2 separate regions of the Mus musculus genome follow, and region 1 is linked to region 2. A link is a contact called in public Hi-C data. All regions are on one chromosome and are shown on one strand. The core of a region is the stretch at or near the end of the contact, and the rest is flanking DNA. Distances in the headings are between cores, read along the strand shown. Region 1 overlaps Ptprk (protein tyrosine phosphatase, receptor type, K). Region 2 overlaps Ptprk (protein tyrosine phosphatase, receptor type, K).

Region 1 (2,700 bases), core at 67-2,566, 360 kb after region 2:
TTTTGTTTTGTTTTTGTTTTAACCAGTGAAGATCTTTGACAACCAGCATCACTACCCTAGTTATTTTAGGATATATGTAATATGTACTAACACATAAAAGTGAGGACACTTGTACTGTGCCACAATCATAAGCAGGCTGGTAAAACCTACATGCAACAACCAATGGGAAATGACCCCAGGAGTAAGAGAGCTTGATTGACAGTAAACTCCTGGTAAACAGTAATGATGCAGGCTCCAATTAGAGAACTAACTTTTAAGTCTCTGTGCCAAAGAAAAAGAAATTTAATGTGCATTTAATGGCACCATCTGTTCTACAATGTGACCTAAAAACCAATTGTTTATAAATTAAGCTCAGTTTATGTAGAACATCTCATTTCTGAGCTAGATTATCAAGTAATCTAAGATAGCAATTCTTCCCATATTCTGAACGTACCATCCACTGACTTCCAGCACTTTTTCTTTCTACCTTGAAGAAGTCGATTTTGATAAGTATTATGTTCATATCCCTATGATTTCCTGATACTTCCTTTAAAGGGAAAATTGCTTCAAGTTGTTATGTTGACTGGTTTCTTGTTCTGGTGAATCTTATTTTCTCACTGATAATTAAAAATGAAAATACTTGAAGGTTAAAACAAAAACAAAAAACAAAAGGCTGTTCATAACATGTGCCATGAGGAAGTGTCTAAACTCTTTTCAAATGCCCATCTTAAGTGTATCCTTCTTCCTTTCCTTTGTTTTCCACCGTTGTTTCTAGTGGGGGACAGGGGTGCCCAGCCAGTCCTTTCCTGCCAATCTGTGTCTCCCAGGAGCTTACCATCTTGTTGCTCACCTTGGAATCTTCATCCTGCTTCTCAGCCCCATATTGACTGCTCTAAGAAAATGGCCTCTCAGGTTTTTTCATCCCATAACTAAATTCAGATATAGTTTTTATAGGTAGTTTTTAATGTTAGTAAGAAAAACATCCAAACAGCAAACATTGGGAATCTCATGTTTCAGGAACTTGCTGGTAGCCAAAAGTCATGCATTCCTTCAGCCAAGTGTTTTCCAGCCCAAGGCATGGTGGTTCAGGGGATACAAATGATGAACATAAGTAAGTAAAAAGTGTATGATTTTAGATGGTAAAAACTCCACAGGAGAAGAAAAAAAACCATAAAGGTAAATGGATAATGGATTTTAAACAAGGTGGTCAAGAAAACCACCTTCATCAGAGAGGCATTTGAATGTCGTCCTGACAACTGAGTCAAGTGGATAGTAGAATACTTTCCAGGCAGAGAAGTGCAAGATTGAATGCCCTGCTTTAGGCAAGAGAGGAGTCTGTTATGTTCACACAGTGTGAGCAAAAGTCAGACCTGAGGAGAAAGGCCACCATCACTATGTGTGGGGTGGAAGGGAGCCCGAAGACTCTTTTCCCCTGGCTTAGTAGGTAGTCACTGGAGGTTGTATACTCCATCGTGATATGATATTTCTGGTATATACAACATCATATAAAGACCCTTATCTAGATACAAGATATAATTTGTTTAACTGTTGAAAAATACTTATTTTTCAAGGAAAAAATTAAAATGGTAATTGTACCGTACAGGTGGGAAAGTAAACTTTTAGAGTTAGTTGAAAATATTAGCCTCGCCTAATAGTTACTAATGTTTGTTCTACATTGCATCAGAATTTAAGATACTGGACATAGATAATACAGCAGTGTTACATTGGTTTTTGAGGTAACTGTATTACGAAACAGCTTTGCTTACAGATTTAATAATCAGTTCATTATTTATTATCTTTAAGATAACCATAGTTACTTTAAAGCAATGTTATCCTTCCAGTATTTCAAGAGACCATGAATCTTCAGTTTTAACATGGGCTCGGATCTGCCAGGTAGAAGTTAAAGAGTTCATTATTCTTCTCACTGTCAATTTCCTAATTTACAAATGAGCTGAAGCAATTAATGCTTGCAGGTTGCCTGTATTAATTACAGTCTCAAGCAGATTTGTGAGCAATTTTGCAATTCTTTTTGTCACATTTTCTCTGTGTTTACTATCTCAGATTGATGCTTGTTGACACACTGATTCATGTTTTGGTGAGCTAGATAAGTTTTATTCATCTGGAGGAATGAGTATAAAGAGGTCAGATCCTATAAACAAGCGAACGTTTCTAGTGTGTGCAGGCCATATATCTAGTTTTAATTTAATCTTTGAAAATGTCGAGGGATTTCTGCAGCTAAGCTGTACAAATCGATAAAATTTATAATCAAGGCTGTCTAATCTCTAAACCTAATATAAAACCTCACAGCTATTGATTATTTGTGAAGGATCCGCAAGCTGTTAATCATGCATGAAAGCGCAGAATAAATGGCGGCTTCAGAAAAGGAAATGGACTAGGAATCACTGGCTCCATAGCCCTTATCTTTCTTCTAGCACCCCGAAGCAAGCACGCAGCCAGGCATTTGTGTTTTATGAAATCAAGCTGTGTGCTAAAGTGCTTCAACGGCTGTGATCACCTTTGAAGTTTCTTGTCCACTCTAGCTTTTTTGTATAATAACTCAGAAGTCTCTTTTCCCCAGATATGGGATTGGTGCAGTCCAGTGTCTTTGATCAATTTCTAGAAGGAGTGGAAGAATAGTGCGTTGTATGCTAAGCCCACCATTATGCTGAAGGGCAAAATGGGATGTCACTTTTTTTGTGGTTAATTTTGGGAGGAGGGAAG
Region 2 (2,797 bases), core at 238-2,737:
TTGTATCATTGGACTGGTGTTTTCTGTCTAGACTGTCATTCTGAGAGCAAATATTACAATATTACATTCTGTTTTTATGCTTTGGGTCTGCTAATATTATATATATATATACATATATATATATCTTTTTATGTTTCTTTGATTCTTTGAGTCTAGCACTAGTCTAGTGCTTTATGGCCCTCAGCTTGGTAGCTTCAGATTCCCTGGAAATTACTTTTTGTTAATGTTGGACTCAATTCAGTCGGGGAAAGTACTAGAAAAGAATATCCCAAAAATAGTAAAAATAGCCTAACTGTGCCCCTTCTAGAGGGCAAGCATTGCTGTGTGAAATTTTAATTGAGTGCAGAAATCTGTCTTATGTCTGTATACTGGGCAAGAGTGTGGAATGAAGAGTTAACCGTGGCTATCCCTAATGTGGGAGCGCTGTGGCACTCTTCCACCCAATGCTTACTACAATCCCAGGAGGTAACTGGTCATAGACATCATAGTCTGTATGCTCCATTGTATTGTGGCATGTCAGTGGACCATAAAAAGCACAGGATGCTTGCTCAGTTTAGCAATGACTTTTTGGGTTTGGGAATACTTTAAATATCACAACTTTCTTAAAAAAAAAAAACAGCTAGTCAATTAGTGTTTGAAGACCCTAAGATCAAGTCATAGCAATAATAATGCCTCCCACCTTTGTGTATCTCTGAATTGAATGCTTAGGCGCAAGTCACGTACGTGCTTTACGCAGAACATACTTTTTGAACTGGAAAAGGCTGATAGAAATGTAAGGTATTCTCATTGCAAAGACTTGCTGCTTGGCTTCGCCAAATACTAATTGACTATCAGCTTTAACTCGGGAAGGTGGCTTAAGGCTCTTCTAGTATTTCCAGGTCTAGAGATCTACAAGTCAATGCTTTTTAGTAGTGGGGATAACTCCAGGAGAACATTTATATATCATTTCATTTCTTGGTTGTGACAGGATATAGGAGAAGTAAAGGGAGCTTCTTTCTTCTTATGTCCCCCTTTTCTTTCGGTGCCACACCTGACAAACTAACAGCAGCAGGCAGATGTCCCATGGATAGACCGAATGGAGCTCACCAGTCACATTTGTCTTCAAACTACCATTGCTTTTTAACATAACAAAATATTTCAAAAATTAAAACAAAGAAAACCTACCTATTTCTATCTAGGCATGTAGTGAAACATTTTGATATAGTATGTGCAATTTATAGTCCCTCTTTGTCCTAACTCAAGGATATGGCAATTATATTTGCATTTGGCATCACTTCATAATTCAGAATGCATCTTGAAGGCAGAGAGTTCTGGCCATTATCATACGGAGCTATTTCCCAGCATTTAAATGACGGGCTGCAGGGATGCCTGCGGTCTTCAGCAACCCCTTAGCCTGGTCTTGCTACAAGTGCAGGAGGGTGTCGGGAGGGTGTCGGGATACAAATGAGGCAAAGGAAGGGCTCCTGGCCAAGTGTTGTTTATTGAACTGAGTAAATGTTTCTTCCGTGGATCAAGGGAGCTGGTTAGTGTAAATGGGCAATGAAAGCCAGCATACTTCCAAGACCGGAAGTCTCTCTTTATACATCTCTTTATATGCAGGTCCCCAAGCTCTTCAGGTTGGAAAGGCCACTTGTTTGAAGCTACAAATTGGTCACAGTTTGAAAGCCAGCAAGCTGGGACTGGAAGCACCGCTTAGATTTGTCTTTTGAACTGTTGATGAGAGGAGTGTGTTAAACTGAAAGGACCATTACAGGTCCCTGAGATTTATTTAATTCCCTCAGTAATGAGCCATTTTTATGTTCTTTAAAACCATGGTTAGAAACAGTTTATTGATCACAAATCATTCAGACTTGTTCATGAGAAGAATTCTGTAGGGGACATACATTAATCAACATGTTTCCTAACATATAGCGTACGGCGAGGGTGAGGACAGAATGTTTCGAAATATAAAGACCATGTTCATTTACATTTTTCCTGCAATTCAGATTTTTAAGGTGGTTCCCAGGCACCCCAGTCGTCTTCCTGCCGTGACTATGTGACTTTGAGGGATCTATGTTAGCTGCTTACCATGGTAAGGAGGGAGAGTAAATAAAACTCCAACCTTTGAGGTTGCAGCTTTGATGAGAGGTTGCTTAAACTCAGACCGAGATGAAGAGAACAGGGCTTGCACTGTATGGATCTATTAATATTAAGAGGATAAAGGGAGGAATGATGGAATAAAATATGAGTGGCATAAAGTGACATCAGCCAGAAGAGGAAGGCAAGGCTTTTAAATGCATGACTCTCATTGATGTTTGCTTGATTGAAATGTGACTTTGAGGTTTATTCATTTCAAACCAAGATGCAAGTACGTATTTCAGTCTTACTTAGGTAGGTTTCTTTTTCTTTTCTTTCTTTCTTTTTAATTTATTATTATTATTATTATTATTATTATTATTATTATTTTGGCACCGCACATAGCCAGTCATAGTAAAATTAAATTTACTTAAAAAATGATGGTTCACTTTCATGTCGTATATTCCCTAAACTCCCTGTCACGATCAAACTATTAAGCAGTATTTTGCCATGGCTTGTATATACATTAAAAACAAACAAAAAGAACAAAAGCCCCCCAAACTCCGAGGTTAAACCTTAACTGCCTGTGAAATAGAATCTGGTCATCTCTAATTTTGACAATGGACTTGTGGCAATATCATAAATGATTAACCAAATACCATTGTGTCTGTAGGAGGGCTGTGGCTTAGAGCTACCTTGTCTTCAGTTTTTTTTTCCTTTGAGGTGTTATCTTTCTCAGTTG

What was found. Hi-C and Micro-C count contacts between places; a contact is called where the count stands out from the background.
Region 1: a contact with region 2 is called in a Hi-C map of liver, with 2.1 times the contacts expected there. The contact joins two enhancer-like sites. A contact is called at or near these places in 1 of 484 Hi-C or Micro-C datasets (liver) and 1 of 115 datasets of contacts at active chromatin or transcription factors (hepatocytes).

The regions. Positions count from the first base shown.
Region 1 is chr10:28,452,910-28,455,609 of GRCm38.p6, forward strand. The region is part of intron 7 of Ptprk (protein tyrosine phosphatase, receptor type, K); the gene reads left to right. Among named protein-coding and RNA genes, the nearest start is that of Themis, 210 kb to the right of the region's middle. Within about 2 kb of position 1,317, at least 2 of the 459 cell types and tissues checked have an H3K27ac peak or open chromatin away from gene starts, as enhancers often do. A contact at or near this core is called in liver, where this site is marked.
Region 2 is chr10:28,096,349-28,099,145 of GRCm38.p6, forward strand. All of the region lies in intron 1 of Ptprk (protein tyrosine phosphatase, receptor type, K), which reads left to right. Among named protein-coding and RNA genes, the nearest start is that of Ptprk, 23 kb to the left of the region's middle. Within about 2 kb of position 1,488, at least 18 of the 459 cell types and tissues checked have an H3K27ac peak or open chromatin away from gene starts, as enhancers often do. A contact at or near this core is called in liver, where this site is marked.